Linked DNA regions of Mus musculus: all the other regions are linked to region 3. The links are chromatin contacts, called in public Hi-C, HiChIP or PLAC-seq and promoter capture Hi-C maps. All regions are on one chromosome and are shown on one strand. Each heading gives the region's core, a stretch centred on a gene start, on an enhancer-like site or on the middle of the called end of the contact. The rest is flanking DNA. Distances are from core to core; before and after follow the strand shown.

Region 1 (3,929 bases), core at 489-2,988, 180 kb before region 3:
AACCTGCTGAGTGATACTTAGCAGGGGAATGGCTTGCGCAGAAAAGTTGTTAGAGTTCATCTATAAGAACAATAGATGGGAATCGTCTGAATGGCTCGGAAGTTTGTGGCCTGTGGATGGGAGTTGGGATTAGGAGTGATTTTAATTTTGTTTTGTGTTTCTCTGCCTTCACTATAGTTTCTGATTTTTGTAATTAGGAAAATTATAGTCTGCTGAAAAATGCTGTAGAAAGAGTTTTTCCTTCTCAGACAGTCTCCTCCTGGCTCCAATTAATTCAGATTTCCGACTCACCCACCCATTCTGCCTTCCCGATTGCCCATAGATTTATGTGCCCTGTGCACAGCACAGCTGCAGTTGGTTTTGAAGAGTTGACATCGTCTGTGGTGGGTGTTTAGACATCTTTGTGTGGGCTTGCTCTCATTAGACTGCATTTCCATGAGAGTATCTCCCTAGGTTTTTTGGGTTTTTTCTCTTTTTTTTTTTCCCCTTAAATTGTTCACAGTGACTTAGAAGATCTTTGTCCTAACTGTTCAGGAACAAAGGTCAGTGTAAGACCTCACACCAATCACTTCCTAGTGAGCATTAGCATCTACTGGGGGTGGGGGGCACGCCTCAAATGGTAGGTAGGTGTGAAGGGACTTAGAGACCATTTGGGAATTTTGTCTTGTCTTTAACACAAAACTGTATGTTTGTATGGGTCTTTTATTTCCTCATGGGACTCAGAAATACCACTTTCCTGAGGCCTCTTGCATTGAGAAGGGGTTTTATAGCTCTTCGAACCAATGAAATGGGAACATACACACTTGTAGCATTAAATAATTTCATGGATGGGGTCGTCCATGAATTCTTTTTTCCCCTGGTTTCTACTGTCTTCCTAGCCCTAAGTTGACTGGAAGCAACAATACAGTAGACTCAAAATATGAGGTAAACCAAGATCTCTGAGTTTCTATTTAGATGGAAATCACCCGAGAGGATTATCTAGAGAGCAACATCTGAGATGGAGGATGGACTTGGGAGAAGCGAACCATTTACTCCATAGATCATTGAAATGTGAGGGTTGATTGTGAAGTAATCTGATCCCAACCCAAAGCAGAAAGCTGTAGATACGCCACCATAATAGGATTCTGGGTACCATTTCCTAAGCACATAGAACACATAAAGGAGTAAGTATGAGATGTTAATACACAGTTTGAAATTTGCCTAACTCTTTACCCTCACATCTTTTGGGTTTTTTTTGTTTTGTTTTGTTTTTTGTTTTTTGTTTTTCGAGACAGGGTTTCTCTGTGTAGCCCTGGCTGTCCTGGAACTCACTTTGTAGACCAGGCTGACCTCAAACTCAGAAATCCACCTGCCTCAGCCTCCCGAGTGCTGGGATTAAAGGCATGCACCACCACACCCGGCTTACCCTCACATCTTTTGCTGTCTTTCATTACTCGGTCCTGTTAGGAGCTTTGACTGACGAATAGTGATAAATTCATTTTTTTGTTCTGTTATATAAGAAATTTAAATGCAGAGTAGTTACCTCGTTTACCCTAGTCTAGAACCACAGACTTGTGGCTGTGCATCCTGGTCACTGCACCCTCGCACCTCCTTAGTTCCGGTTGTTTACATCCAATTAGGCCATTTTCCGCTAATGCTGCAACAGCAACAGTCTCAACGCTTTAAACCAGAGTCAGAGGGAACTTTCAGGGTAGGACAGAAACTCACCTGTCTTCCAGCTGATCCCAAGCAAGAGCGGGGCACATTTAGTGCAGCTGAAAGAAAGGAAATGTAAATAAGGATGGGCGATGGGTGGGGGCGGAGGTGTGGTGGGGGTGGGGTGGGGGAGGCGTACCAGGCAGCATCTTTTGAACCAACTGACATATTCAGCTTGGAGCGTTTGTGACCACAGGGGGCTGTTGAGGCAGACTGGACTTAGATCTGCAGATGGATTAGACATTTATGAGCGTGACTGGCATGTAAATTTATGTGAACTAGCACAAAAAAGACACAGGAAATAGAGTCTCAAGTTCCAGGATGTAAATTGATCACATGTGGAGGGAGGGGCCAAAAGGAATTCCCACCTCACTCCCAGCGTGGGCGATTACACAATGGCCAGGTGCAGCAGGCTGGACTTGCCCTCCTTGTTTTCCTTTTCTTTGGAGTCTCTAATTCTGCCTAAACAAGAAGTGTGGTATTAGGCCATACCGAGACCTGGTCCTGCCGGGCAACTCCTATTGAAAACCAAGATAACACAAATATTTTCAGTTCTTCAACTTTGTGGATGATCTCTCTGCTCTTTTATGAAGGGAAGATCACTTTGTGAGAGTTGAGAATATTTGCAATCCTAGCGTGAAAAGAATTAAAACTTCCCAACCTACACACTGTTCAACCAAATAAAAAGAATTGGAGAGTTTCCACAAAGTAAGGTAAGCTCCTCTTAATTAGTGGAGACTCTTGAGCTACACTGAATCCAATCTAGAAGGACCGGTTGTTTGAAACAAAGCAAAACATCCCCACGCCTCACATTTTAAGCAAGAAAATAAAATGTGCTTTTATGCTGCAGACTTTTGGGCTGGCATGATGATTGAGCATCCTGGCGGAGAGGATGGCAGATTTTATGGGCTGGGTGGGTTCTCACCCTCCATCTTTCCATGGGAAAATTTGTGAAAATATTCAACTCTAATGGTTCGGTGAAAAACATTCGGGCTCCCGGGAATCAAGGAGAGCTAAGTTTTATTGAGGGAGTCCCATCTGGGACCAGAGGAATTAAGAAACAGAACCATGGGAGACAGACAGCAAGAAAGAATAGCAAAACCAGCTTCATGGTACAGCGAGCTCCTCTTTCAGCTCATTAGTAATGTTAGGAATTTCTGCAGTCCAGAGAGCAGAGAGTCAATCAGATCAGAGGTTGGGGTCTGTTCCCTTCGTTCCTCTTTATTTCTTTTCTTCCCCCCCCCCCCCCTCTCTCTCTCTCTCTCTCTCCTTTTTTTCTTTCACTGTAGGACTCCAATGGACTCCCATCCCCAAAGAACCCTATATATAATTTGCTTTGGGGCAGTTTTCCTCTGGTACCTCAAAATGATTCTGAACTGTTGGCAACAACAGACATTGATGTTCATCCAGGTTCATTCTCTAAGCCTTTCTTCCCCAGCATAACTGCTTCCCATGATAAAAACCCAAACTTCCAAATTTGAGGTCATTTTTTTCCGAGTTCTCTTGCCCCTGGCATTGGCTACATGACACAGTTCTGCCCATCTCTCACTTGGGCATTCTAAGACATACTTTCTCTTTTGGGATAAAAAGAGACAGATTTAGGGAGAGAAATTTTTTTCTCTCAAATTCCTACTGCTCTATTTATTCCTGACTTGCAGGTTGCAGTTGCAGGTGAATGTGATGCTTAGTGTTGTAATAGTCAATTGTAACCAAGAGATAATGAGGCTAAAGGGCAGGGTCAGTGTGAAAGGGTTGACCAGATGGACAGACAGAAAAGCCTTGAGCTAGTATCATTATCACTGACTGTGGGTTGCAGTCTTAGAACTGTGTACCTCCTGATTTCTTGTGAAGTTAACACAGGTATTCCAACACACTCCAATGTCTTCTAACATTTAACTTGTGACAAGACGGGGAAGTACTTTTGGTGACGTACTTGTGTGTGTGTGTGTGTGTGTGTGTGTGCGTATGTGTGTGTGTGGGGGGGTACAGCATCTATCTGGGTGCTCAGACATCAATTTTGGGCATTTTCCTTGATTGCTGGCCTTTTTGGTGCTGATCATCAAACTCAGGGCCTCACACTTAATGCAGCAAGTACTTCATCCATTTAGCTACCTCCTCTGAACTTACCACTATTTATTTTATTGTTGTTGTTGTTTTTTTACTTTTATAGAAAACAACTACTTCTCTGCTCTGTCAATTCTGATATTATATAATTCCTCAAATGGTAAAGCAAT
Region 2 (3,996 bases), core at 588-3,087, 210 kb after region 3:
ACAAGGAAAATTTCACTTTACAAAAGATAGATTGAAAGTGGCTTTCTTTCGGGCTGTGTTTCATCAAGCTGCACATCAGCCTGAATTTGTCTCCCACTAATTAGAATGATTTTTGAGGGGTTTTTTTTGAAGGAAGCTTTTGGATCATTTCGGATTTCAGACGTACTGATTATTGAATGCTCAGCCTACGCTCAGGCAAAAGAAAGCGAACCACTCAATCGGAAGATTCGGGAGAGATTTTAATCAAACCGAATGCAGTTTGAGGGTTTTACACATTAAAGGTGCCTCCCACCGAGCCCGAAGAACTGAGTTCCACAGTCAGAATCCACATGGTAAAAGGAGAACTTGGCTTCCACAAGTTATCCTCTGACCTCCACACGGCAAACACAAGGGCCCCTCCACCACACAGCTAAGTAAATAAGCAAATAAGTAAATAAACAAACAAATGCTACCACCACATATATAAATAAACAACAAAACCATAAATAAACAAGCAAGCAAACAAGCCCCACCACCACACAGCTAAATAAATAAGCAAATAAATAAATAAGCCAAGGGGCTGGAGAGATGGCTCAGCAGTTAAGAGCACTGACTGCTCTTCCAAAGGTTCTGAGTTCAAATCCCAGCAACCACATGGTGGCTAATAACCACCCCGTAATGAGATCTGATGCCCTCTTCTGGGGTGTCTGAAGACAGCTACAGTGTACTTACATATACTAAAATAAATAAATCTTTAAGATAAATAAATGCTATCACCACACATACAAACAAACACATGTGATTTTAATAAGCCACAGTATGTGGGAAAGGGGGTGATTTCAAAGAGAGAAATGAATCCCAAGAATGAAGGACTGAAATAGGAAGCCTTGGGGGGGGGGTCCTCCAGTTGAGCAATGATAGTCCTTCAGGTACAGGATACAGTCTGGGGACAACCAGGAGACAAAAGGAAAGCCCAGCTGGAAACACTTCTGGAGGGCCCTGAGACAGTATGTCTCTTCAGCCTGATCATCAGAACAGAGATAGGCTGAGGCAGGAGCTACAGGATGCAAATACAGCAGGGCTCTGCTGGACGATTGTGGCACCAAAGGCTGGAGTCTCCTGGGTCAATGCAACCATGGTTTGACATGGTAGAAATACCTTGACCGTGTAGCTGACGTCACACAGTGCCACCGCACTGATTTTCTGGGAGTGGCCCGGCTTACCCTCACTGCTCTCGCCTGCACCCCTCTCTACTGCCACCCCAGGCTAACAGTGTGGTACAGGTCACGAAGGATGTTAGGGTTAAGTCACAAAGAGGCAGAGGAAAGCCCTTCCTCCCAGCTTTGGCCTACAGTAAGTAGCCTTTCTGTAGAGCGCTGCGGTACCTCAAGGCAACTCCTACCCATTTACCAAGCCTCAGCTCAGATCTACCGACAGATGAAATGTATTCCAGCAGGAACCTCACCAACTCCTGAAAACTGTGGCTCCTTATCTTTTCGTCTCTATAACCTTTAGCGAAAAGTCAGACATTAATAGCTGAGAGCTGCAGCCAAGCGGACATATCCTGAGGGGGGAGGGGCTGGGTTTTGTCCTGGAGGGGGGAGGGGCTGGGTTTTTGTCTTGGGGGGGGGGGGGCGGGCTGGGTTTTGTCTTGAGGGGAGGGGCTAGTTTTAGTGCGTTTGCTGGGTAGCTGCAAAGTGGTGGGGAACGTTCATATGCTCTTTCCTCAGTGGGAGACCCCATGACCATTTCCTGAGGGACTGTGACAAGAAAGGAATATAATTCATAGGCTCTCCGAGACTACCGCAGCCTAAGAACGGGATGATTGCCACATGGCGAGGAATCCCGGTGTCTCTACTTAATGCTGCTCTCAGGCCTGGAAACATTCGCACAGTAACAGTGTAGTTTATGCGTCCAGGAGGATACAAATTCCTCTCTGGTGAGAGGCCGCCTTAGCTGTGAACACTTTACCAGTCTGCAAAGTTTTAATACTTCATTTCCAACCCAACCTGATCATTACGTTGTTGTCAACTCCAAGAAGGAAAAAAAAAAAACACCGGAAAAGATTGTTTTTAAAAATAAAAATCAATGAATAAAGTGAACAAGTTTTTCTACCTTTTTTTGGAGTAGTGATCATAAACCACAATTTACTCTCACGGTTTCTCAAATTACCATTTCTGCTTTCTAAGGGTCAACACCACAGCAACCTCTTTGGTAAGACTGTAGAGAGTCCGAAGTCTACGGCTCTCAACGTCCCTAATGTTGTGACCCTTTAATACAGTTTGCCATGCTGTGGTGACCCCCCCCCCACACACACACACCACGAGATTAGTTTCCGTGCTACTTCATAACTGTAATTTTGCTGCTGTTACGAATCATGACGTAAATCTCTGTGTTTTAGGTCATCCCTGTGAAAAGGTCACTCAACCCCCAAAGGAGTCGTGACCCACAGGCTGGAAGCTGCTTCTCTAAATGTTTTATTCAGATAAGAAAGGATAGTGACACAGAGTGAGGATATTCTCAGGGGAATATAGGACCAGGAGTGAAATTACCCCAGGATAATTAAAATAAGACTGTGTCTTATCCCATCCCTCAAATATGCCCAAGATAAGGTCCCTTATAGAGAATCAGGAGTCACTAGAAGTTTCTTTTATTCTAACACATTTACTTTACAACAGAGAAATAAGAAAGGTAATCTATCCAGAGCTTGATTAAGATAAATAAATCTGTAGGATATGATGTTTGAATACAAAGGGTCTCCCACAGGCCTGTGCTTTAATGCCTGGTTCCCAGCCAGTAGCAGTACGGGGTCTTTTAAACCCTGTATCTAGTTCTGCCCCTGTACTTTTTGCTTCCTGTTCTAGTGTGCCACGGTGACAGTCACGGGCCAAGGGTGGACTTCCATGTGCCACAATGTCCCTGGCCATAGAGGACTGAGACCTCCCTGAAACAGTGAACCAAAACCCACCACAGTGAAACAAAAGTCAACAGAGACAATCAATCAATCACAGAGAGAAGGTATTGCCTTGAGAAACCAGAGAACGTGGTTCTGGGGCCATTCGCAGTGATTTGTGGGAGAAATGTGGAAGAGATTAAAGATGTGGGCTAGAGAGCCCTTAAATGCTATAAACTTAATAGTGGGTTTGGTAACAATCTGGAAGACCAGAATGTGGTAAAAATGCCACAGCAATGGCTCGGGCACTAGCAGACCCAAGCATGGTAAACATGTCACCAACAGTTTCTGCCACTTACCCTTCGCCCTTGTCCCCTTGACCTTGCTAAACCATTAGATCACATTCTGATAGCTAGCCGCTGAGGTCTAGTCCCTTATTTAGCCACTTCCTCCTCCTGAGGCTGATACCAAGGTGCAGCTGTCAAAGTATTGAAATCCAGCAATCAAAAATCCCCTCTTGGCTCACCTAATTGACATGCCCAATTAAAATTAGCCAACTCGGGGCTGGTGAGATGGCTCAGTGGGTAAGAGCACCCGACTGCTCTTCCTAAGGTCCAGAGTTCAAATCCCAGCAACCACATGGTGGCTCACAACCATCTGTAATGAGATCTGATGCCCTCTTCTGGTGTCTGAAGACAGCTACAGTGTACTTAATTATAATCAATAAATAAATTATTAAAAAAAAAAAAATTAGCCAACTCATCCTAACACGGGGTCCCCCTTCCCTTTATGAATCGCCATTTTCCTATGGGCCACATCCGTCTCTTCTCTATCCAGAGGCAGTCCTGGGTCCCTCATCCTCTATCTCCTGTCTTTGTCTTTTATTCCTTGCCCTTTGTCCCCCTAGGACAAATGAATCTCCCTTGTGCCGAGAACCTTCCTTGTGCTTGAGTCTTGGGGAGTCTTGTGCCAACTTTGAGGTCCTTCACTCCTGAGATTCCAAATGGAACAACAACTCTGTTCAGAATTGGGAGAGGCCTTTATGTTACCAAGAAATACATAGAACACATACAACAAACATGGGCACATTTTGTCCTTGCCCTAAAATCTGGGTGATGCCTAAT
Region 3 (4,075 bases), core at 654-3,153:
CTCTATGTACAGAGAAGTGTCCCAACTCTGCAAAGGGCAGCTGGAAACGGATTTAAAACGGCAACGCTGACCAATCAGCACAGTCGCGCCCAAGCAGACATTTACACGTGCCTCAAGTACAACGGAACCTGGCAGAGCCTAGATCCCGGCGTTAGGGCTGTAAAGAAGGCGTTTTTATTCCACGGTGTTCCGTATCTTTGTAAGAAAAAAAAAAAAAAACTTCACTGGGTGAACATTTTTATTCTGGAGTCAGTCCAACACAATTTTGGGTGCGATGTGGGAAAATCTGACCCTAAGATTTTCTTTCTTCCCCCTTTCAGATTTGTGTTATTCAAGGATGAGAAAGAGGTGCCTTTTAGAACGTTTTACGCCTTTCAAAAAAGTTGACTGTGGCCACGATGGTGTTCACATAACTTAGAAACAGCCCAGGCTATAAAATTAGGACTTGGCAGAAAGGAATTCTGAGGGAGAAGGTTAAAATGAAGGCAAACTTCAGGCAATTGGTGCGGTGGAAGGATAAGTGATCGGTAATATCCCATAGAGTTATGGGCGTCCCAGCACGGGGGTGCAGCGCCTGCTCCAGGAGTCAGTCCTGGGGGAGGGGACCTCGATAAAGGAGCTGGCACACTCGGTGTTCCTGTGTATAGTGTGCAAGTGTGTGCTTTTGTTGCGAATGTGCTTACTGGCACCATCGTGTGTCTGGTAGTGTGTGCTTAAGCACGGGTTTGTTTGCATGCCTGCTTGCCAGTGAAGTGTGTGTGCGCGCACACATGAATTTTCGTGCAAGCTTGTCTGCGATCACACGCGTGGGCCCGTGTATCTTTGTGCACGCTTGTTTGTGCGCCGGCCCGTGCACTCTGGGGTGAGGGCATTTCTCAGTGGAGCGGGGGGGGGGGGGGGGTCGCAAGGGGCGCTCCGACTCCTTGGTCGCTCTTTTCCCGGGGCTGAAATAGTAGACAGCGGCGGTTGACCCTGAATGCTTCCGGAAACTTCGGGCAACCCTCGGTGGAAGCACAGGTAGAAGCCAAGCTCTCCAGGGTGACTCTGAGATAGTCATTTTCTTTCGCCTTCCTAGGACAGCCGCTCAGGGGTGGCCTCCAGCGGCGATCCGGCAGGAGAGCCTAGGCCCTGTCTTTTTAACCCCACTGCTGGCGGGAGCACGTGAGCCGGGGCTCCGGGTGGCAACCGGGCGCCGCCGCCTTCGAGGCAGTTGTGTTTCGAACGCTGCCTCTGGCCCGCGGCCAGGCGCCTGGGCTCGGCTGTCCGCCTGGCCTGCCCCCTCCTCTTGCTTCTCCTGCAGCCCCCTCCCCTTTATCCGCCCACGATCAGAGGTGGGCACTCCCCGTTCCCGCCACCCCCTCCGCAAGTGCGAGCGCGCGTGTACACACACGCACACGCACGCACACACTCATCCCTCTTGAATCCCGGGCAGGAACTCTGAAAACTTGCAGCACGGGCAAAACTTGGGCTCCGGGTGCAGAGCGCAGAGGCCAGCAGCTTGTCCCTCTGCATCTGTGCAGTGCCGCCGCCTGACCCCGCCACCCGAGGAGGCGCGGTGCCACCCACTGCTCTGTTCCTTGCTAGAGCTGAGCTGGGCGCCCTACCGGATCCTGGCAGAAACTTCCACTCTCTCCTCGGTTTCTGACCGCACTAGTCAGTCTCTATCTCTGTCCCGTTCTGTCTCTTTGTCTCTGTCTCTCTCTGAGTTTCTGTCTCTGTCCCTCTTCTCTGTGTCTCTCTCTGGCTCTCTGCGTCTCTGTCTCTCCTTCCCGCCCCCCTCCCTCTCTCTCCCTCTGGGGTGGGGGAGAGGAGGCGGAATTCTTTCCCCGCCTAACATTTCAAGGGACACAATTCACTCCAAGTCTCTTCCCTCTCCAAGCCGCTGCCGAGCGTCCCAGTACCCGCAACTCCCGAGCCTTTGCGGAGAGAGCAACCCTCTCCGCCTCCAACTCTTCCCTCTCCTTCGCTTCCCGCCTCCTCTCCCTACCTCCACCTCTACCTCCGCCACCCACTGCCCGCAGCGCCTCCTCCTTTCCTCCTCCTCCTCTCCTCCTCCTCTCTTCCTCCTCCCCTCTCTCTTTTTGGCAGCCGCTGGACGTCCGGTGTTGATGGTGGCAGCGGCGGCAGCCTAAGCAGCAGCAGTAGTCCCCGGCGCACTCGCCAGCTCGCCTGCTCTCGCCGCTCTTGCCCTCTCCAGCTCTCTACATCCCGTCTCCCGAAAGGTGCTGGGCGGATTCGGGGCGGCGGAGGCCGAGCGGCTGCAGCGGCGGTACCGGTAGAGGCAGTGGTAGCGGCGGCGGGAGGCAGGATGAGCGCACGCGGTGAGGGCGCCGGGCAGCCGTCCACATCAGCCCAGGGACAACCTGCCGCCCCGGTGCCACAGAAGCGAGGACGCGGCCGACCCAGGAAGCAGCAGCAAGTCAGTACGCCGACGCGGAGGGGCCACTCAGCCCACCCGCGACGCCTCTGCCCCCGGGGCCCCGCGACACGCCGGGCGACCGGAGCGCGGGAGCGCAGCGGCTACGGCAGCGCAAGCTAGCCCGCCTGCCACCCGGGTGTAGGTGGGGCGGGAGACCGAGTTCCCCTGGAGAGTGCGCGGCGCAGTCTCTCCGGGTACCCGCGCTCCCCGGCTCCAAGAGCTGGGGTCCCGCGGCGAGCCGTAGCCACCCGGTGGAGGTGGGGTCGCGCGAATCGTGGACAGGGACTTTCGCTATTGTGCGCAGCCCCGGAGCGGCGCGGCGTGGCTCGGGGGGGGGGCATCGAGCCTCGGGGGTCCCAAAGAATAAAAGCGTCGCTTTGTCAGCCGCTTTGGCGACTGGGGGGACTGGGGAGTTCAGGAGGGGCAGGACTGCGAGTCCGAAGCTCTTAGACCCGCGGCTTTCTCCGGCTTCTCGGGGCCGCCTTCCCGTAGGAGGCTGATGCGCCGCGGCCGCCCCCTCGGTGCCCTCCCCACACTCCATGGCCCAAGGCTCGCGCCCTCCCGACAAAGAACGCGTGCGGAGCCGACTGCCCGCCTGGTGCTCCTCCCGAGGATATTTAAATGCCTGCCGAGCTGCTACAGCCGCCGGGGCTGGCGGGGAAAGGATCCCGGAGGATCCCAGGCCCCCGCGGGCCCGGGAAACGCGCTTCGCCCAGGGAGCTCTGGAAGGAAAGTGCACGGTAGCCAGGGTCGCTTCCCCGCCAGGAGTCGGGTCCCTCTTTGGCTCCTCGATCCCGCTCCTCTGAGCAGCCCAAGTTTTAGCTTCCTCTTGGGCGAGTGGCTGGGGGCTGGGAAGGGACGGTCGAGGGGCACCCAGGACCCCGCGGAATGGAGGGTTTTGTCTGCGGATGCAACCAATTAAGAGTGCAAGCCGGCTGTTGCAGAGTTGTGCGCAGCGCCCAGGGCCGGGGGCGGGCGGGCGGGCGGGCAGGGGGTTGGGACGTTCGCAGCAATTTCCAAGCCTAAGGACGCGTCTATTGAGAACAGTAAAACTCCCTTCCCGGCCTTTAAAAAAAACCAAAAACTTCCCATTTTTTCTTTTGCTTTAAATCGCTTCCCTCGGGCCAATAGGCGGATTAGAAAATAGTCCTAAATTGCCCCCGTAGAGCTAGGTGGGAAATCGAAGAAAGTTTGTTGGTGTGTTTTAGAAAAACAAGGAGTGTACCTTTTGGGAAATCATCAAAGGAAACAAACTAATCTAGAGGCCGCCGAGATTTCCCGCTCTGCCCTTAGCGACACTTTACAGTGCTTTGGGATCCCGTTTTACACCTCCCAGGAAGTCTCCGCTCTACCCCCTTGCTTCCCACCAGCCACCCAGGTTTTCTGAATCCTACTAATCGCACCCCTCCCCCAAAGGCTAAAGGAAAACGCATTGAGATCCGGAGGCGGCTGGGAGTTTTTACCTTTGAGTGAAGGCCGAGTTCACAAAGAAAAATGTGTTTCCGATGTGTTTGCTCTAAGTGCCCACTGGCGCTGGTGTCCAATGGAAGTTTCTAAGCACCCCCCTCCGCTCTCCCCCTCCCCCGCTCTCTAGCTTGCGAACTTCCACGGAGAACGCTCCGGAGTTGTAATTAGTCTCGTTTAAGCACCCAATCT
Region 4 (4,071 bases), core at 640-3,139, 140 kb after region 3:
AGAGGCAAGAATGAACTCCTGAAGTCAGCTCTGTGAGTGTCATTGCATACATACACATTACATACGTGCGCGCACACACGCACATACACACACATACGTGCACACACACACACACACACACACACACACGCACTCACATATCCACACCTACACATGCACACACCAGTAAACTAGTAAAATAAATCAATCAGCCTCTACAAAAGCTTCATGGAATGATGGGTTCTGTTATATGGAAGGGAAGGGAAATCAATTTTAATAAGCTAATATTGGTGCAGGGAGGCATCGGAGAAAGATCATAGTGTCAGCATCTGACATGTGTGAAGTGCAGATGAGACAGGGGGATGCCTGGAGTGTTTGAGAAGACCAATGTGGCCAAGAAACCCGAAAAGGATGAGTGCCACCCTGCTCATAACACACCAATCATTCTCTGATGAAACTCAAAGAAAGTCCTTCTCCTTCTCAGTGAGGACAAAGTCCCATCACAGACCTTCCAGTCAGTGGGTCCTCCTTCTTTCTCCTGACTCAATGGCCATCCTCTAGAATTGTCTCCCTACATAATGTGTTCACACATCTGTGCCTTCTGAGGCTACTCCTTTGGTCCTTTCACACCCTGTTTTGCCAGTATCAGGGAACAAATCCCAAGACACTGTTGTGACAACAGGGTTATATCCGAGTTTGCCCATATGACCTAATGCATGTGTAGGTACAACTGTGTCATCTCTGACATTAAGATTTGCTTCTCTGATGGACTCTGTAGACTTTTTCCTCTCACCACACTGCCAATGTGAACTGTGTCTCCTTCCAGAACACTCTGAGCATTTTTCTTGACCTTGTTTTTAAACCTGTTCCGGGCCGATTGCTTGCTGTCTGCACCTAACTCATGGTTTTTTTCTTTCTGTCTGATGCTCATCATGTTTTAAACTTGATACATCAGTGGGGCCCCAGTTCTTGCTAGAAGCTTGGCCCAGGGCCATGGGATTGGAAGGGGATGCAGACTCTTGAAGAGATTGGATAATGGGATGTCCTCAGGACAGTTGAGGGTACCGGCCTGAAAAAGGACTAAAGTTCTCTCCTGAGTCTCCAGTAGTTCTCTCAAGAGAGTTATTGGAAAACTCTATGGTTGGTACCACTCAGATGAATTCCCATTGGCCTGTCTGTAATCATGGGTTTCCTCCCCTCTTCCCACACTGCCACTTGCCATGCATGACACCACCAAAGGGGGCCCTCACCAGAGCCTGCTTTGTGCTCTTAAAGGACTGAAGGAGCTGAAGGGATTTGCAACCCCATAGGAAGAACAATATCAACCAACCAAAGCTCCCAGGGTCTAAACCACCAACCAAAGAGTACACCCGGAGGGACCCATGGCTCCAGCAGCATATGTAGCAGAGGATGGCCTTGTCAGGCATCAATGGGAGGAGAGGCCCTTGGTTTCATGAAAGCTCTATGCCCCAGGGTAGAGGAATGCGAGGTCAGGGAGGTGGGAGTGGGGGTGGGGTGGGAGGATTGGAGGTACATCCTCATAGAAGCAGGAGGAGGGGTATGGGATGGGAGTCTCTGGGGGCAGGAACGGCAAAGGAGCTAACATGTGAAATGTAAATAAAGAAAATATCCAATTAAAAAACAAGAATTTATTCTTCTGAAAGGTGAGCTCAGTAAATCCCTACCCTTTACAGTTAGCCTGTCTTAAGTGGCTCTTTACAGGGCTGACAGCATGGACTAATGAGAGAACTGTTCAAATACTCAGCCTCAGACTTTGCAAGGAACACTCAGAACAAAAAGGGCTGGGCTTGTTTGGATCAGTTCTGGGTGCTACTCACTGCAGTACCAAAGCTGCCCCAGGCTGGAGCCTCCTACAATCTGCCGCCAACCCCCTTGGAAATGACACAAACTGAAAAGGATTGAAAGGTGAGTGGCAACAGTTTCCTGTGGCTGTCTGGGTGGTCCCTGGGGTGCGGCACATCTTCCCTAGCCTTCTGTCTTTGTCTTTGTTCTCCTCTTAAGTTCCGAAACCCGGTTCAGATCCATCACTTAGGAATAGATGGGAGAATCTGTCCAAGCCTGTCTGAAATTGGGATGCAAAAACCACAAGAATGAAGTTGTGCACTTTTCTTTCTAAAAAAAAAAAAAAAACCTTGGTAATTCTCAAATATGCATCCTGCTGTGGGTAAGAGGTCTAATGAGCTGCGCCACCTGCCTGACTCTGTTAGCACAAATCTTTTCCTGCCGCTATTTTGCCTCAGAGAGTATGTTTTGAAACTTTACTGTCCTGGTTTTAAAAACAAAAATAAAAACAAGCCCACAGGAGCTGTGAGTGAGGCCAGTGGCATGCAGGGGCTTGGGTGTGGGCGGGGACAACTCCTGCCTGCTGGCTCCTAAGTTCTGGGAACAGAAGCAACACTGTGGCAGAAAGAATCTCTTTGTAAAATCGATACCAGCGATGCTGTGAGAGCTCAGGTTCTTTTCTTATTTCTCATCCAAGACTGTATGTTTTAGTCAGGGTTTCTATTCCTGTACAAAACATCATGGCCAAGAAGCAAGTTGGGGAGGAAAGGGTTTATTCAGCTTACACTTCCACATTGCTGTTTATCACCAAAGGAGGTCAGGACAGGAACTCACACAGGGCAGGAACTTGGAGGCAGGAGCTGATGCAGTGGCCATGGAGGGGTGCTGCTTACTGGCTTGCTTCCCCTGGTTTGCTCAGCCTGCTTTCTCATAGAACCCAGGACTACGAACCCAGGGATGGCACCACTCACAATGGGCCCTCCCCACACTTGATCACCAACAGAGAAAATGCCTTACAGCTGGATCTCATGGAGGCATTTCCTCAAGGGAGACTCCTTTCTCTGTGATAACTCCAGCTTGTGTCAAGTTGATACACAAAACCAGCTAGTACAACTGATCCCTCTTCAACTAGACACACAAGCACATCACTATTAAGCCTAAACCTTACTTTCTTAATCATTCCCAAGATCTAAATAACTTTAAAAGTCCCACAGTCTTTACATATTAAAAGTTCAATTCCTTAAAATATCCAAACTCCTTTGAAATTCAAAATCTTTTTACAATCTTAACTGTGGATTCCACTAAAATACTTTCTTTCTTCAAGAGGGAAAAATATCAGGGCACGGTCACAATCAAAAACAACATCAAGGGCTGGAGAGATGGCTCAGTGATTAAGAGCACTGACTGCTCTTCCAAAGATCCTGAGTTCAAATCCCAGCAACCACATGGTAGCTCACAACCATCCTTAATGAGATCTGATGCCCTCTTCTGGTGTGTCTGAAGACAGCTACAGTGTACTTAGATATAATAATAAATAAATCTTTAGGCCAGAGTGAGTGGGGTGGACCGGAGGGAGCAGAGGTCCTGAGTTCAAATTCCCAGCAACCACATGATGGCTCACAACCATCAGTTATGAGTTACACTGTTATACTTTTCTACATAAAATAAATAAATAAATCCAAAATCAAAATCAAACTCTAACTGTCCAATGTCTGGGATCCACTCATGATCTTCTGGGCTCCTCCATGGGCTTGGGTCACTTCTCCAGCCCTGCCCTTTGTAGCACACACACTGTCTTTTAGGCTCCAGCTGCCTGTACTCCACTGCTGCTGCTGTTCTTGGTGGTCATCTCATGGTGTTAGCATCTCCAAAACATTGCTATCTTCTGCTGCAACCTCTCATAGGCTCTTTTCATGGTGCTAAGCCTCAATTTCTCTGTATGACCCCTTCAGTCCTGGGCCTTCAACTGCCACAGAGGCTGCACCTTCACCAATGGCCTCTCCTGGCCTCTCATAGTGCCAAGCATCAGGTGCTGCCCCTTCATGTTTCAAAACCGGTACCACCTGGATGACTCTTACACAGTACCAAGTCTGGCTGCCAACATGAGGTACAACCGTGGCTGCCTCTGGAACACAGCTTCTCTGTGCTCTCAGACACTGCCCAGATGATTTCACCTTAGTGATGCTGGTCTCTTCTTAATCACTGCTAGTTTCTTAGCTCCAGCTAACCAGCATCAATCGTCCCATTAATGCAAGGGTTTCCCCTTAGTACTTCTAGTATCTTGTTAAT
Region 5 (4,047 bases), core at 182-2,681, 250 kb before region 3:
AGCTCTTCTGTTCTTCCCATGGCTTTTTCTCGGCACTTTGGAAACTGTTAGAAAGATCACCACCTTTCCCAGCTCCATCCCCTGTTGAAACTGGCAGTGTCTTGTGATCCACTCATGCCATGTGCCCAGTCTTTACTGTCCTCTTTAGAAAGTCAAAGCAAACATCTGGGAACTTTAGTGAACAGCCCAGGCTCTAAGGCTCTCAATGAAGTGGCTGACACAAAACTAGGCAGACTCAGTAACTACCTTTTAAAGAAAATGATGCCTTTTGGCACCTCCATTATTTTAGCCCCTTCACACTTGCCTGTCACTTACAGAAGAAACATACCAACCAAAGGACATTATAGAATACGTATTGATTATCAATTCTCAGAGCCACCATTCACTGAGTACTAGTTAATTGTTTTCGTTTAAGATAAACTTTCAGGTTAATTCTGCTGAAATCCAGAAAGCCGGGGGTGGGGTGGAGTGGGGGGCTGTACATGTAGTACTATTTACCAGAGAGATGAGGACATCTTCAAAGCCAATGGCAGAGAGAGGATGAAGTTTGGATGTGGAAAGAGCATTAGGAAGCCAAAGGTGTTGTAGCTCCTTGAATGGCATAGAACAAACAAGACAGAGATTATAAAGACAAGAAGGCTCGAGGGGTGGCAGAGTGTGGGGATTACACCAGGAACGGTAGAAGGATAAAGCTTAAATCGGAGTGGGCAGTTGGCTGCATATGCAGCCATACCCAGCAAGTCTATCCGCCTATCCATCACCATCCAGAGTCGTCTCCACAGGTCAAAACAGCTGTCATGAGCTGGTTGGATACAGGGCTGTTTAAGCAGTTGTAAATGGGATGGAACTGGGGGTCGGAGACCACACCAAATACAGCCAGTACCTTGTGGTGAGTGCCGTGGGAAGCTCTGGCTGGGCCCTTGGCTCTGTCCATTCCATCTTTTCTGTCTTTCCGTCTCCACTCCATCCTTTTGCACCTTCCTGCTGACCTGGCCCCTCACTCCGAAAGCCCTGCAGGCTGAGAGACCTCAGATGCGCTACTCTGCTCCACCCACTTTCCCACACTCAGGAGGACCTTGGGTGGGGAGGTTGGAAGGGATCAAGGAGAGCATCCTGCTGAGATGAGGTCGGAGGCAGCCTGGACATCAAAGGTACCCAGGCCGCAGAGCTTGGGAGGAGGGCAAGGCCCCCTAACAGAAGGAGCCAGAGAGTGTTCCTTGCTGGCTCCTCTTACAAGGAAAGCCTCTCACCTTGTCTTTGAATTAAAATGGGAAGCCAAGATTTTTTATCCCAAAGGCTATAAGGGAATTCTTAAACCGCAGGTGTCAGTTTCTATTAAAAAAAAAAAATTAAGTTTCAGACCTCTGGCTAGTGAACGTCTGAGAGAGCAGTTGAATGAATCATTAACTCTGTTTGGATGCTTCATGTAGGTCAGTCAGACTTCCTGCTGCTCACTCCGGGAAGCACACTCCAGATTCTTTAGGGAGAGACAGCACGTTATCCTCTAGAGCATCTCCAGCCCTTGATTCGCAAGCAGGCTGCCTCTCACAGCAGCCATTCTGTGCGATCAAGCCCATGGTGAACCTCTAGGGACTCATTTCCTAAGCTATGTTAATAATCCTAACATTCTTAGGGAAGCCAGTTCCCTCACAAGTGGTAGGATGCCCAGCCTCTGTGGGGAGAAAATTTGAAAAGGGACTTCCTAACGTCCCCCCAAACGACAGAATACGATCACCTTGCAGACCTCCTCTGCCCCCGCCTCCACATTCCTCTTCACTTATATAGCCGTTGGGTTTCAATGGGAAAACCAAAGCCAGGATACTTGCTAGACACCCGACAAATGCCAGTTTGGGGTGGGAGTCTGAGAGGACTCTGGGTAGGAGCTGTCAGACCCGGGGATAGCTGCTCCCAGGGAGACCCAGCATTTTAGCGCTCACAGAAGGCGCAGGCGCACAAGGTCTTCCATCGTAACCCCAAGTTCTCTCCAAGCCAGCCCCACGGACTCTGGCAGGATAGCCTAAGGTGATAGGATTGGAAGGAAGTTGGGTAGGGAATTGAAGGCACTGTGTCCTCCCTCCCTGACTCCGGCTTCAGGTAAACGTGTGTATTTAGCTACAGCCACAACCACGAAGTGCCCCCCCCCACTCCCTATCCCCGAATGTTTTCTTGGAAGTCAATTAAAACAAGGTGAATCACAGTAGGAGATAAAAACAAATAAATGCCAGCTGGCTGAGGCTTACCAGCCCTTGACTGGTTTGTTTACACATAAAGAACAAAACAAAATAAGATAAAATAAAACACTGTCATCTTTCCTCATAAGAGCTGTAATTAGACTTGTGCCTCGCACAAGACAGAGAATGGATCCCAGTGCCCGGCGGGAATTGCTGTTGCCTCAATTCTCAGCGTTCGGCAATTTTTTTTTTTCGTTTGGCAATTTGTTTTTGCTTGTTTGTTTGTTTGTTTTGTTTGGTTTGGTTTTTTTTGGTTTTTTTTTTTTTGGCTTTGTTTTGTTTAATTTGACCATTTTCTGATTCTGCCAGGAGGCATATTTTTCTCTCTAGCGCACATCTCTAATCAGTATCTACCTCCATGTTTCTCTGGCTGTGGTATAGTTAGCAGAAAGAGCAGGGTTCCTGGGGGCAGGGATGGGGGAGGGGAGGGGAGGGGAGGGGAGGGGAGAGAGAGAGAGAGAGAGAGAGAGAGAGAGAGAGAGAGAGAGAGAGAGAGAACTCAACAATCTACAAGCTGGATCACAGTGGCTTGTGAGGGCCACATCCCTTAGGAGAGACTTGGCAAACCTGGGTCAAAAGACTTACACACTCTTGTCTGGCTCACATGCCTTCAAAGCTCAACTGTTCTGTGTTCTCTTTGGGTTACAGATACACAGCAATTCTCAGCATCACCATAGCCTCCTTTGCTGATCCCTGCAACTCCTGCCTGAACCCTTTCCCAGTTTAATCGTGCAGGAATGCTGTTCCAAAGACGTAGGGTCATAAGGGTGCAATAAATCAATCCCAATACACCCCTAATGAATGGCAAATTAAACAACATTTGTTTCAGGTTCATAGGTCCTCTTGGAAGATGCCATTTTAATGCAAACAAAATTGCCGCCTGTCAGGTATGAAGGGATAGGAGGGTAAAGTGAGGAGGACTTGTAGTCTTCTGTGCCTTTTAAGATAAAGGATTTTTGTTTTGTTTTGTTTTTCTTTTCACCAGAAATAGCCACAAAGTTAATTTGCTCAACTAACTGACTCCGAGATCTTTCTGTAGTTCTTATCCTGGAACAGAAGTTTCAGAGCGCTGGGAACTCTGGGCTAACCTAGATCCTCGGTTCTGTTTTTACTGACGCTTGTTATGGGGATGGGCTGGGGTAGGCGTTTCTGGGAGGCTGGCATGCATGCCCCAGGCTGCAAGGTTTGAGCTAAAACAAATCTTCCAGTTACATACAATGATCACAGAGACTCGGCCCTTTCTCACCCTCGCTTTCCACCCAGGGGCTGGAATAAACTTGTTAGAGCTTCATCAAGAGGGAAAAAAAAAAAAAAAGGATAGCTTTTAGTCTTCCATGGCCCCTAAGCTTTTAGGTAATAAATAATAAAAGGTATTTATTACACGTTATGTTACAGTGACATAGTGGAATCCAAATGCTTTTAACCATAACACTTTCTTCCTCAGATGTTAAAAAGAAAAGAGTATTAGAATTTGGGAAGGAGGACAGCAGGAGCGGTGCCTTTAAAACTTGAGGAATGTGGTAAAGAGAGCCCTGTGTGTTTTTTATAGGCGCAGAATGGGGTGGGGGGAATGCCTGGAGAAACCCCAGGCAGGAAGTCAGGGGATTAGGGCTCCCAGCCTGGCGTTGCCACTGTCTGGCTGTTACCTTGGGCAGGAGCTCCACCCTGGCTTGCTCTCTGCTTCTCATTTACCTTGTAAACAGTGAGCAAGCTTCCTGTTTTGTTAGCTATTGGGTCTCCTGGACCACACTCTTGCATGATGCTTTCTTTTACCTCAAAGGAGCCAGGCTCAGTATGGCTAAAGGACAAGAGGCAG
Region 6 (4,227 bases), core at 286-2,785, 200 kb before region 3:
AGAGGAAGCGATCCAGAGAGCCTTTGGAAGGCAGCCGAGCAGCGGCAGGAGGCCTATTAAATCCACAATTTCAGACTCTCAGGGTGGGCACTTTCTCCTGGAGTAGTATTAAGTAACACACCTACTCAGACTCGGTAGACAGTTGGCCTTTCAGAGAGAAATGTGCGCCTGACCACATTCGGTCTCTCGCCCCTCGCCCCTCACAAGCTCAATCCTAGATGCCTTAGAGAAACTAGGCTCAGAGAGCAGTGGAGATGGACCACACCCGGAGGGCAGGCCCCGGTGGCATCTCCCAGAGCCCTAGCATAATGGAGAGAACTTCAAAAGCTTGGGAGTTTGTCCCAATCACCACCAGACAAACACTGAATCTGCCTCGAGGGGAATGCAGCGCAAACGGAAATGTCTCTCTTGTGTTCTCTCTGGAGAGACACCTGGGCGGGGTAGGAAAGGCCGGTTTAGAGTACCGATTCTGGAATTCAGAAGAGCATGGGCTCCAATAACTCAAAGTTGACCTGAACTGAGGCAGGTCTTGCTTAATGCTTCTAAGCTTCATTTTCTTTTTTTTTCTCCTTTGGGATAAAAGTTATATCATGCTACCTCGTAGGTTCACTGTGTGAAATGTACGAGATATTAAATAAAAAGCAAATGGTACTATCAAGCACATACTCTGGGACCAGTTATCTTGTTGTGATTATAAAAAGATAGAGAGCTATAAGAATATGTTCTACGGAGGTGGGGGGGGGGGGAGGGGGATGTCTCAGAGGGCCCATGCTGAGGCATCCCTTCCCCCTGAGGGACCAGCCACATGATGTTTTAGTATAGAATAGAGTTTATTCAGGGCATGGGGAGGGTAGTTAAGAGGGTAGTAGAGGCAGAGAGAGGGGGGAGAGAGGGGAGAGTGGGGAGGAGGGAGAGGGGAGGGGGGAGGAGGCCGGTCCTGACCACATGGAGAGAGTGGGGAAGGGAATGGGGAGAGAGAGGGAGCAAGGGAGCAAGGGGGCAAGAGAGAGAGAGAGAGAGAGAGAGAGAGAGAGAGAGAGAGAGAGAGAGAGAGAGCAAGAGAGTAAGAGAGGGAGGAGGGGCAAGCAGCCCCTTTTATAGTGGGTCAGGCCTACCTGGTTGTTGCCAGGTAACTGTGTGGGTGGAGTTTAGACCTAATGCTAACAACTTTGCCTAAGGTGTCCCTCCAGCCAGGGCCCAGCCCAGTTGATACCTTTTCCTTGAGGGTAGGGTTATGTGCTGCTCACACTTAATATTTTGCTTCAGAACTTACTTCGCTTTCATGGAAAAAAAATGACAGCTGCCTTTCAGCCTTGCGAGGCACCCCATCTTCACAGAGCGTCCCCCCTGAAATGGATTTTGATAAACTTAAACTAGGAATTCTACACCAGAGGGGGGGGGGGGGAAATGTAGCATCCCGGAAGGAAACCCCAAAAGGAGGGCAAGGAGAACTCGTGAACACATCACACACAGGAAGACGCCCGTCTAGACTGTGAAACAGCATTGATGGGGCCAGAGCCTTTGAGAAGTGCCAAGACTCAGGAAGGGGCGGCTGCCTGGGATGGAATTTACCTCTGCTTTAGTGGGCCCTCCCTACTCAGTGTGGAGGCCAGGTCTCTTCAGCGAAGATTAGGGTGTGGAGTGCTGTTGGCCAGGCTCTGGTGTCCTCTGAGGAACAAGATGTACATAATGAGGACGGAGCCCATCATGGCCTCTTTAGGGTATGAGCTGCCGAAGGGAGCACACATCATGAGTCTCCTCTCCTGCGGCCTCTCTGGTGTCCTGAGGTAAACAGTAAACGTGTCGACAAAAAAGAATCCGTTTAAAGATGGAGCAGGGAATCCACTCCTTGCCATTTGGGGTAAGGGGCAATGGGATCACGAATGGGATCCCCACCCCACCCCCACCCGTGATTCTTTGATTTCTTTATTCTGATTGCTTCCTTGACTTGGAAAGAGCAGAGCAAGACTTCCTTTATTTTTACCTCACCAGGAAAATGCACTAAGACACTTTCTGCTTTAAAAAGGGAAGCCCCTTTCTTCACAGGAAACATTAAATGCCAAGGTCAATTTTAGTACATGTGACTATTTTAACAGAAATCTTTTTTAGGGTACCAGGTAAATTTTAATACATATTACTATTTTCATAGAAATCTTATTTGGAGCACAGTCAGATTTGTAGGGGTTGTCTGCAATTGCTGGTTTGGAGTTTTAAGCAAGTCTTAGGCTTGTGGACACCCAAACACAGTCAGAATCTCTCAGGTCCCCTCATTGGGGTCCGTTCAAGGTGGGAACCCTCACCTCCTGCCTGTGTTAGTCAGCTTCCTGTCACTAACACCTGAGATAATCAGCTCATGAGGGGTTGGTTTTGGCAGACAGCTCTGCAGATCACACCCATGATCTGTGGGTCCTGTGGTTGGGTCCTTTGGTAAGGACAGTTATCATGGCTTGAGGACAGATAAACGGTTCAGGGGGAAGAATGGAATTGGGGCTTCCAAGACCCGGTAGGCATAAACCTCCGATTATCTAAAGGCTTTTTGTCAGGGTGAGCACTGGATGGCGAGAAAGCCTCTGACTGAGCTTCAGGCTCAGAGCCCTCGGTCATGGCATAGGCCATTCCTTTGTAGTGAAGCCATCATGCAGAATGGTCTTTATTGAGACACGTCCACCTCTTCCCTCCAATGTTTACCCGTTGGCTCCACTTCTGTTCTTTTCCAGCTTCACATCGTAACTCTACAATGAACAACTCTGCTGCATAATTGCCCTTATGTGAAAACAGCCCTCATTTCCCTCCCTGGCACCCTCTTTCCTCCTCTTCTCTAGGACAAGCGCTCGCATCTCTTTTTGTCCCCATTCTTCAGTTGACAATTTCCAGACAATTTCCCATTCCCAAGACTCTATAGAAAGTTTCTTTTCCTCCCTCTCTCCCTCTTCCTCCCACCCCCTTCCCTGTCTCTTTTCAAGGGCTGGCTTTCCTCGAAGAGCAAACACAAGCTATTCTTTTCCAAGATTTGATTGAATAACCATTCTATCCACATCGTGGTACTGTGATAGTACACCATAAAACATTTTACTGCCTTGCGTTTCAATAGAAGATGGCTGCATTTGTTAAGCAAGCTCTTTCCAAACAAGTCATAGTAAAAAGTTTATAGCATTCCCCCCCCCCCCATCATCACAGAACTTTTTAATGCTGCTCCTTTTGTTTGGTTTTGGTTCTAGTTTGGGGGCCTTCTGCCTTGCCTGCCCCTCCCCTCCCGCCCCTGCAAAGTATCAGAGCTATGCTGGACATTCTCTTGAAGGGTTTCCTTTTGGAAACTTGGTCTTAAAACATCTTTTCTTGGAGATCCTTTTCTGGGTTTAGACTATGAATCAGTCCGTGTGGAAATAATGATACCATCTGTGTGGTAGGGCCCTGTGTGGCGCATATGTGCAGTATAAAGTCCGTTTATATGTGGTTTGAAATTGTATCCCAGGGTTTGGAAAAATGAAGAAGTTTATGTGATGGCTATCATGGCCACACATGAGGTGTTGCAGAGACACACATGTATTCTAAAATATACATATCTATAAGAATACACATATCTGTGTACGAGTCTAATGGAAAACATTAAACTATCAAAGCCTTCAGGCAAATGTTTCATAGCTATCTAATTGCGCATCTGTATAGTGTAACCTCTTGACTTCTTAAGTCAAGACTTGGCACTACTACCACAGAGTAAATACCAGTTACAATTAGCATAGGGACTGCATGGTCCTGGGATTACATCATTGAGAAGCTCAAATATGTAAAGGTAATACTAACAACTTCCGGAGGGAAGACTCTGAGATGCCGCCCTTCGTGATTCCGATTTAAAGCGTTTAGCTCTGGGTTTAGTGGGAAAGGTCTCTTCCTATAAAAAGAAGCTGGGATGGAGTCCCCATGTCAGATGCATCGCATCCCTGACCTGTTATCCACAGAGAGCTGTGACTCTGCAGAGTATGAGAAGCTGCGCCGCGGTGTTAGTCGAAGGAAACATCCTGACTGCTTGAAGGTATCAAATAGGGAACAGTTGGACAAGCAAGCTTGATTAAAGACAGCTGACGTCACTCCGGGAAGGGGAGCAGTGCTTAACTAATTTGTTGGAATTCTTTGAGGAAATCATTGCCCCAGTGAGCTGGCTTGGGGGGTGGGGGGAGAGAGGAGGAGACTATAAACTGAGTTCTTCAGAAAGCGCTCAAAAGGAATTCT
Region 7 (4,204 bases), core at 1,356-3,855, 170 kb after region 3:
ATTTCACACAAGTATGACTGACTGGAAAAATTTTAAGTGCTTTCTGCTCTGCCCGTATAGTTTGAAAGCCAGTAGACTCAGCTATGAAGTGACCTGCAGACGCAGGTAACAGTATTATGAAGGAAATATGGGTTTGCATCCATACATCCATACTTGCATACATACCACACATGCACCACACACATCACAATGCTTATCTATATAACACAACAGCCAGCCCTATGCAAACAAAGCCCAAAGCTCAGTGAATCTATTTTCTCAACCAACCAAGGAGATTGCTCAGCTAGGTTGGTCTGATTGAATGGTTGAACCAAAATGTGAGTGGGATGGATTGCCCCCCTCACCCCCACCCAGCCCTCCCTACCTTCCTCTTTTTTTTCCTCCTGTTCTGTGTAAAGGCCATAGCCCTCCCTCTCTCTTTAAAGAGTTATGCCAAGAAGCAGTACTTACATTCATCAATAAAATATAGCTAGACAGAGGAGGGAAAAAGAGACGTGGAAGATACACAGAGAAAGGAAACTCTGTGGGGGGTAGGGAACACCAGAATACACTGGACACCAGAATACACTGGACACCAGAATACACTGGACACCAGTGCCCACAACAAGCTAAAGAAATCCCCTTCTAAATCTCCTGCAGTTCATGCTTCCTGGATGCTTTTATTGATATATTTTCATCATCTAGAAAAGGAATATATATATTATATATATAATTATATGCAATATATATATTCCTTTTCTAGTTGATGAAAATATATCAATAAAAGCATCCATATATATATATATATATATATATATATATATATATATATATATATATATATATATAATCAGAATTGGCATGTCTTCTAAAAGTCACTCGTGAACATTCCTGGTGAGGCCCCATAACTGCCACTCACCCCAGATAACACAGGACTTACATTATACCCAAGCCATTTTCCCACAGACTGTGAGATATGGAGGGTTAAAAAACAGGGCCCCCACCCCCGGCTTGACTGTATGTCCTCCACCCAAGCCGCCCCTCGACTGTGCTCAATACAGTGCAGATTGGCTCGGCCTCACCTGTGACTAATGTTAGACACATGCCTGGGAGTTTTTGACAGCTTTTGTGTTTCATTTCACAATCAAGGGAACAGGCTTGCCCAGTTCACAAGGAAACAGAGAGACGGATCTGTGCGCCTCAAGCTCTGCAGTCCATGTTTCTTCTTTGTCTGCTCCGAAAACAGAATTCCCTGGGGTTTATACTCTGGTTTTGTCTTCTGCACTATCCTCTTCTCCCGTCCATTTTCTGCACCATGACCCACTCCCCTCCCCCACCCTCATGTAGCTTTGGCTACAAATCAGAATAGCTCTCGGGGGCTAGAACCACATTGCAACCCTCCTGTGTTTCCTAAGGATTTTCCTTCGTTCCCCAGATTTTTTTTTTCCTGGCTTCCTCCAGGTGGGGTTCTGACCACAGAAACTGAAGCTAGCCCCCACCCCAACTGTAGAAGTTTATTGAAGTATGGTACGATAGTCTTACAAATGTCATTTTCTCCCTACTGTAAATCAAGGGACAGCTGTCTTTGGAATAAATTCCAAATAGTTGGTCTGGAAATGAGATTGGCAGTGGGTCCCTCCTCCATCCTGGCTGACATCTCCCCATTCATTGCTTTTCTGCTTTCATCCATTCATTGTTTGATGAGTCTATAAATACATCTCATCTGCTTCTACTTTGCTTTTTAAGAATAAACTGATACCAAACACGCTGCCTTAATTACATCCACAGGCAAAGCATAACAAGTTAAAGTGTTGTCACAATATAGTTTTAGAACTTGACATTGCTCATTATGCCAGCTGTGATAGAACTGGGTAATGAAAAAAAATCTTAATTCAAATGTATAAATGAGTAATCCATCAGGAAAGACACTTTTAACATTGATGGATGAAAGTGCCTAGAAACCTGTTATGCAAAGGAAAGGGCATGCATGGGAGGGCTGATGAGCTTCAGGCGGGGTACCAGAGCTGGGAGGCATGGCCCCCTCTGACACTGAACAAGTCAGTTCCTCCAAATTCAAGTCAGACTCGGAACACTGTCCCCAAGGTGACCTTGAGTGTCCTCATTACGAGGTGGCCACTGACTCACGAGGCTCTGAATCATGAGCACAGAAGGAAGAGGCAGACCGACTCTGACTCACTCCCAGAAAGCCCTAGTTTGGGAGAGTTCTACCTCTGGGATGCAGATGAGTCTTAAAGAAAAGGACACCTTATCACTCATACCTTGTTGCTGGAAAATTACTTCTTTAATGCCTTTGACTGACATCATAGGTTTCAAGTTGTAAGTTTCAGACAACAGAAGCCCATTGAAGAATGAGCATTCTGTAACTTTTAAAGAAAAATTTATTTGCCTAAGTCATTTTCACACAAAACATGATCATTTACACACACACACACACACACACACACACACACACACACATTGAGCAGCTGTTTGCATTCACTAAAGACTTCAAACAGTGCAAATTTAAACCATTATTACATATGTCAAATGAATTACCCTCACCCATTCTGCAATTATACTTTGCAAACCCAGCAAAGAATGCAGCCTGTCTGTGAGTCACTAACACATAACCCTGAGATACACTGCTCCTAAAAAAAAAATTTAAAGCTAAAGGGAGCATTGTGGTACACACTTTAATCCCAACAGAGAAAAGGCAGAGGGTGTCTGTGAGTTCCAGGCCAGTCTAATGTGCATAGTAAGGCCCTGCCTCACGAATAAAAGCAAAAAATAAAACAAAACCATTGCAGAAGAAGACATGATACTGAATGGGGAGGATGACCAAAAAAAAAAAAAAAAAAACTTGGGAAGCGAACATCTATCTCTGAGTAAGAAGTAAAGGTCAGCAAAAAACTCCAAGACAGGGAACTATTAGAGCGCTCTTCTTATCACACACAGAGAGCCACAAGAGAGCAGCAGCTAATATACTGTGAGTTGTGCGTGAAAACTGGTAGACATCAGAAAGATTTTAAGTGATTTAAAAGAAGGTAAGACTTGCAGATGGTCCAACCGCTTGGCTGCAAGATAAATCCAGGAAGAGTGACAACCAGATGTTTCACAGATTGTATAAGAACTATTCTAAACAGATAGGATTGGACGGTAAGAAAAAAAATCACTGTGGCAAAATACAAGAAATGATGGGCCATGCTTGTGGTGGTTTGAATATGCTTGGCCCAGGGAGTGTGTGGCACTATTTGGAGGTGTGGCCTTGTTGGCGTGGGTGAGACCTTTTTGAAGGAAGTGTGTCACTGTGAGTGTGGGCTTTAAGACCCTCATCCTAGGGCTGGAGAGATGGCTCAGCAGTTAAGAGCACCAACTGCTCTTCCAGAGGTCCTGAGTTCAATATCCAGTAACCACGTGGTGACTCACAACTATCTGTAATGAGATGAGATACCCTCTTCTGGTGTGTCTGATGACAGCAACAGTGTACTCACATAAATAAATAAATAATTTGGACCCTCATCCTAGCTGCCTGGAAGCCCATCTTCTCCTGTTTGACTTCAGAACAAGATGTTGAACTCTCAGCTCCTCCTGCACCATGCCTGCCTGGATGCTGCCATGCCATGCCTTGATGATAATGAACGGAACCTCTGAACCTGTAAGCCAGCCCCAATTAAATGCTCTCCTTATAAGAGTTGCCTTGGACATGGTGTCTGTTCACAGCAGTAAAACCCTAAAACACTGCTGGAACCATTCACCACTGGAAATATTTACTGGTAGAGACTGTGGGAGAGCTGACTCGAAGAACTATCCCCCTTGTTGACAGAAAAGAGGAAACTCAATATGCACACTGGGAGATTTCAAATTCTGAGGAGCCCTGGGCAGCACAAACATCACGCTGGGTATTTTCTTACAACGTACTCATTGAAAGAATCAGAAATATATTACACTCAGAGAAATAGAGTCCTGGGTTGTCATGTGCACCCGACTTTCACTTCGGTAAGGGTGCTATGAGCTGCTTATATCGTAAACCACCATTGTGAACACCAACCGATGAGGGATCCCATGGTGGGATATTGCCAGTTAACACGTTGGCAGAAATGCCAGCAGACAGACAATTCTATGAGCTCACAAAACCATTAGCTTTCTCCTCTGGGCACATGAGAATGATACCCAGCAGTCCTCCTGCTTTCAGATGGCATCTTGTGACAACAGATGGCCAGCAGAC

What was found. Promoter capture Hi-C pulls out the DNA fragments that hold promoters and counts their contacts. Hi-C and Micro-C count contacts between places; a contact is called where the count stands out from the background. HiChIP or PLAC-seq counts read pairs in DNA pulled down with a chosen protein or histone mark.
Region 1: a contact with region 3 is called in an H3K4me3 HiChIP or PLAC-seq map of embryonic stem cells, with 27 read pairs. The contact joins the enhancer-like site here to the promoter of Hmga2 in region 3. A contact is called at or near these places in 7 of 39 promoter capture datasets (the HPC-7 cell line, cancer-associated fibroblasts, cranial neural crest and 4 more), 1 of 15 datasets of contacts at CTCF or cohesin (the NIH/3T3 cell line), 30 of 484 Hi-C or Micro-C datasets (the 4T1 cell line, the AML12 cell line, the BV-2 cell line and 18 more), 23 of 115 datasets of contacts at active chromatin or transcription factors (the HPC-7 cell line, bone marrow-derived macrophages, cardiomyocytes and 12 more) and 2 of 9 other capture datasets (adipose tissue and embryonic stem cells).
Region 2: a contact with region 3 is called in an H3K4me3 HiChIP or PLAC-seq map of craniofacial prominence, with 5 times the contacts expected there. The contact joins the enhancer-like site here to the promoter of Hmga2 in region 3. A contact is called at or near these places in 9 of 39 promoter capture datasets (the 3T3-L1 cell line, 3T3-L1-derived adipocytes, cancer-associated fibroblasts and 5 more), 11 of 484 Hi-C or Micro-C datasets (the 3T3-L1 cell line, 3T3-L1-derived adipocytes, brown adipocytes and 8 more), 14 of 115 datasets of contacts at active chromatin or transcription factors (bone marrow-derived macrophages, cardiomyocytes, craniofacial prominence and 10 more) and 2 of 9 other capture datasets (embryonic stem cells and pancreatic islet).
Region 4: a contact with region 3 is called in an H3K4me3 HiChIP or PLAC-seq map of embryonic stem cells, with 21 read pairs. The contact joins the enhancer-like site here to the promoter of Hmga2 in region 3. A contact is called at or near these places in 2 of 39 promoter capture datasets (both in liver), 1 of 484 Hi-C or Micro-C datasets (bone marrow-derived macrophages), 10 of 115 datasets of contacts at active chromatin or transcription factors (bone marrow-derived macrophages, craniofacial prominence, embryonic forebrain and 4 more) and 1 of 9 other capture datasets (adipose tissue).
Region 5: a Hi-C map of tail fibroblasts shows a contact between it and region 3, with 3 times the contacts expected there. The contact joins the enhancer-like site here to the promoter of Hmga2 in region 3. A contact is called at or near these places in 11 of 39 promoter capture datasets (the 3T3-L1 cell line, 3T3-L1-derived adipocytes, the HPC-7 cell line and 6 more), 1 of 15 datasets of contacts at CTCF or cohesin (the NIH/3T3 cell line), 5 of 484 Hi-C or Micro-C datasets (bone marrow-derived macrophages, embryonic fibroblasts, reprogramming fibroblasts and 1 more), 17 of 115 datasets of contacts at active chromatin or transcription factors (acute myeloid leukemia, bone marrow-derived macrophages, a colorectal cancer cell line and 12 more) and 2 of 9 other capture datasets (embryonic stem cells and liver).
Region 6: a contact with region 3 is called in a promoter capture Hi-C map of the HPC-7 cell line, with 8 times the contacts expected there. The contact joins the enhancer-like site here to the promoter of Hmga2 in region 3. A contact is called at or near these places in 10 of 39 promoter capture datasets (the 3T3-L1 cell line, 3T3-L1-derived adipocytes, the HPC-7 cell line and 6 more), 1 of 15 datasets of contacts at CTCF or cohesin (the NIH/3T3 cell line), 32 of 484 Hi-C or Micro-C datasets (the AML12 cell line, B cells, the BV-2 cell line and 19 more), 24 of 115 datasets of contacts at active chromatin or transcription factors (the HPC-7 cell line, the NIH/3T3 cell line, acute myeloid leukemia and 16 more) and 1 of 9 other capture datasets (embryonic stem cells).
Region 7: a contact with region 3 is called in a Hi-C map of the C2C12 cell line, with 3 times the contacts expected there. The contact joins the enhancer-like site here to the promoter of Hmga2 in region 3. A contact is called at or near these places in 9 of 39 promoter capture datasets (3T3-L1-derived adipocytes, cranial neural crest, embryonic stem cells and 2 more), 27 of 484 Hi-C or Micro-C datasets (the C2C12 cell line, adipose-derived mesenchymal stem cells, bone marrow-derived macrophages and 13 more), 19 of 115 datasets of contacts at active chromatin or transcription factors (acute myeloid leukemia, bone marrow-derived macrophages, cardiomyocytes and 9 more) and 2 of 9 other capture datasets (embryonic stem cells and liver).

What each region holds. Positions count from the first base shown.
Region 1 is chr10:120,658,775-120,662,703 of GRCm38.p6, reverse strand. No RefSeq gene overlaps it. Among named protein-coding and RNA genes, the nearest start is that of 4930471E19Rik, 25 kb to the right of the region's middle. Within about 2 kb of position 1,738, at least 13 of the 459 cell types and tissues checked have an H3K27ac peak or open chromatin away from gene starts, as enhancers often do. A contact at or near this core is called in embryonic stem cells and trophoblast stem cells, where this site is marked.
Region 2 is chr10:120,265,847-120,269,842 of GRCm38.p6, reverse strand. No RefSeq gene overlaps it. Among named protein-coding and RNA genes, the nearest start is that of Llph, 41 kb to the right of the region's middle. Within about 2 kb of position 1,837, at least 6 of the 459 cell types and tissues checked have an H3K27ac peak or open chromatin away from gene starts, as enhancers often do.
Region 3 is chr10:120,474,297-120,478,371 of GRCm38.p6, reverse strand. Hmga2 (high mobility group AT-hook 2) reads left to right here and starts at 1,903. Exons shown (of 5, transcript NM_010441.3): 1 at 1,903-2,419. The coding sequence starts at 2,309.
Region 4 is chr10:120,337,274-120,341,344 of GRCm38.p6, reverse strand. No RefSeq gene overlaps it. Among named protein-coding and RNA genes, the nearest start is that of 1700006J14Rik, 25 kb to the left of the region's middle. Within about 2 kb of position 1,889, at least 9 of the 459 cell types and tissues checked have an H3K27ac peak or open chromatin away from gene starts, as enhancers often do. A contact at or near this core is called in embryonic stem cells, where this site is marked.
Region 5 is chr10:120,720,060-120,724,106 of GRCm38.p6, reverse strand. No RefSeq gene overlaps it. Among named protein-coding and RNA genes, the nearest start is that of Gm35130, 3.1 kb to the right of the region's middle. Within about 2 kb of position 1,431, at least 23 of the 459 cell types and tissues checked have an H3K27ac peak or open chromatin away from gene starts, as enhancers often do. A contact at or near this core is called in embryonic fibroblasts and tail fibroblasts, where this site is marked.
Region 6 is chr10:120,678,374-120,682,600 of GRCm38.p6, reverse strand. No RefSeq gene overlaps it. Among named protein-coding and RNA genes, the nearest start is that of Gm35062, 7.9 kb to the left of the region's middle. Within about 2 kb of position 1,535, at least 8 of the 459 cell types and tissues checked have an H3K27ac peak or open chromatin away from gene starts, as enhancers often do. A contact at or near this core is called in the HPC-7 cell line and bone marrow-derived macrophages, where this site is marked.
Region 7 is chr10:120,306,827-120,311,030 of GRCm38.p6, reverse strand. No RefSeq gene overlaps it. Among named protein-coding and RNA genes, the nearest start is that of 1700006J14Rik, 55 kb to the left of the region's middle. Within about 2 kb of position 2,605, at least 47 of the 459 cell types and tissues checked have an H3K27ac peak or open chromatin away from gene starts, as enhancers often do. A contact at or near this core is called in the C2C12 cell line, adipose-derived mesenchymal stem cells, bone marrow-derived macrophages and 3 more, where this site is marked.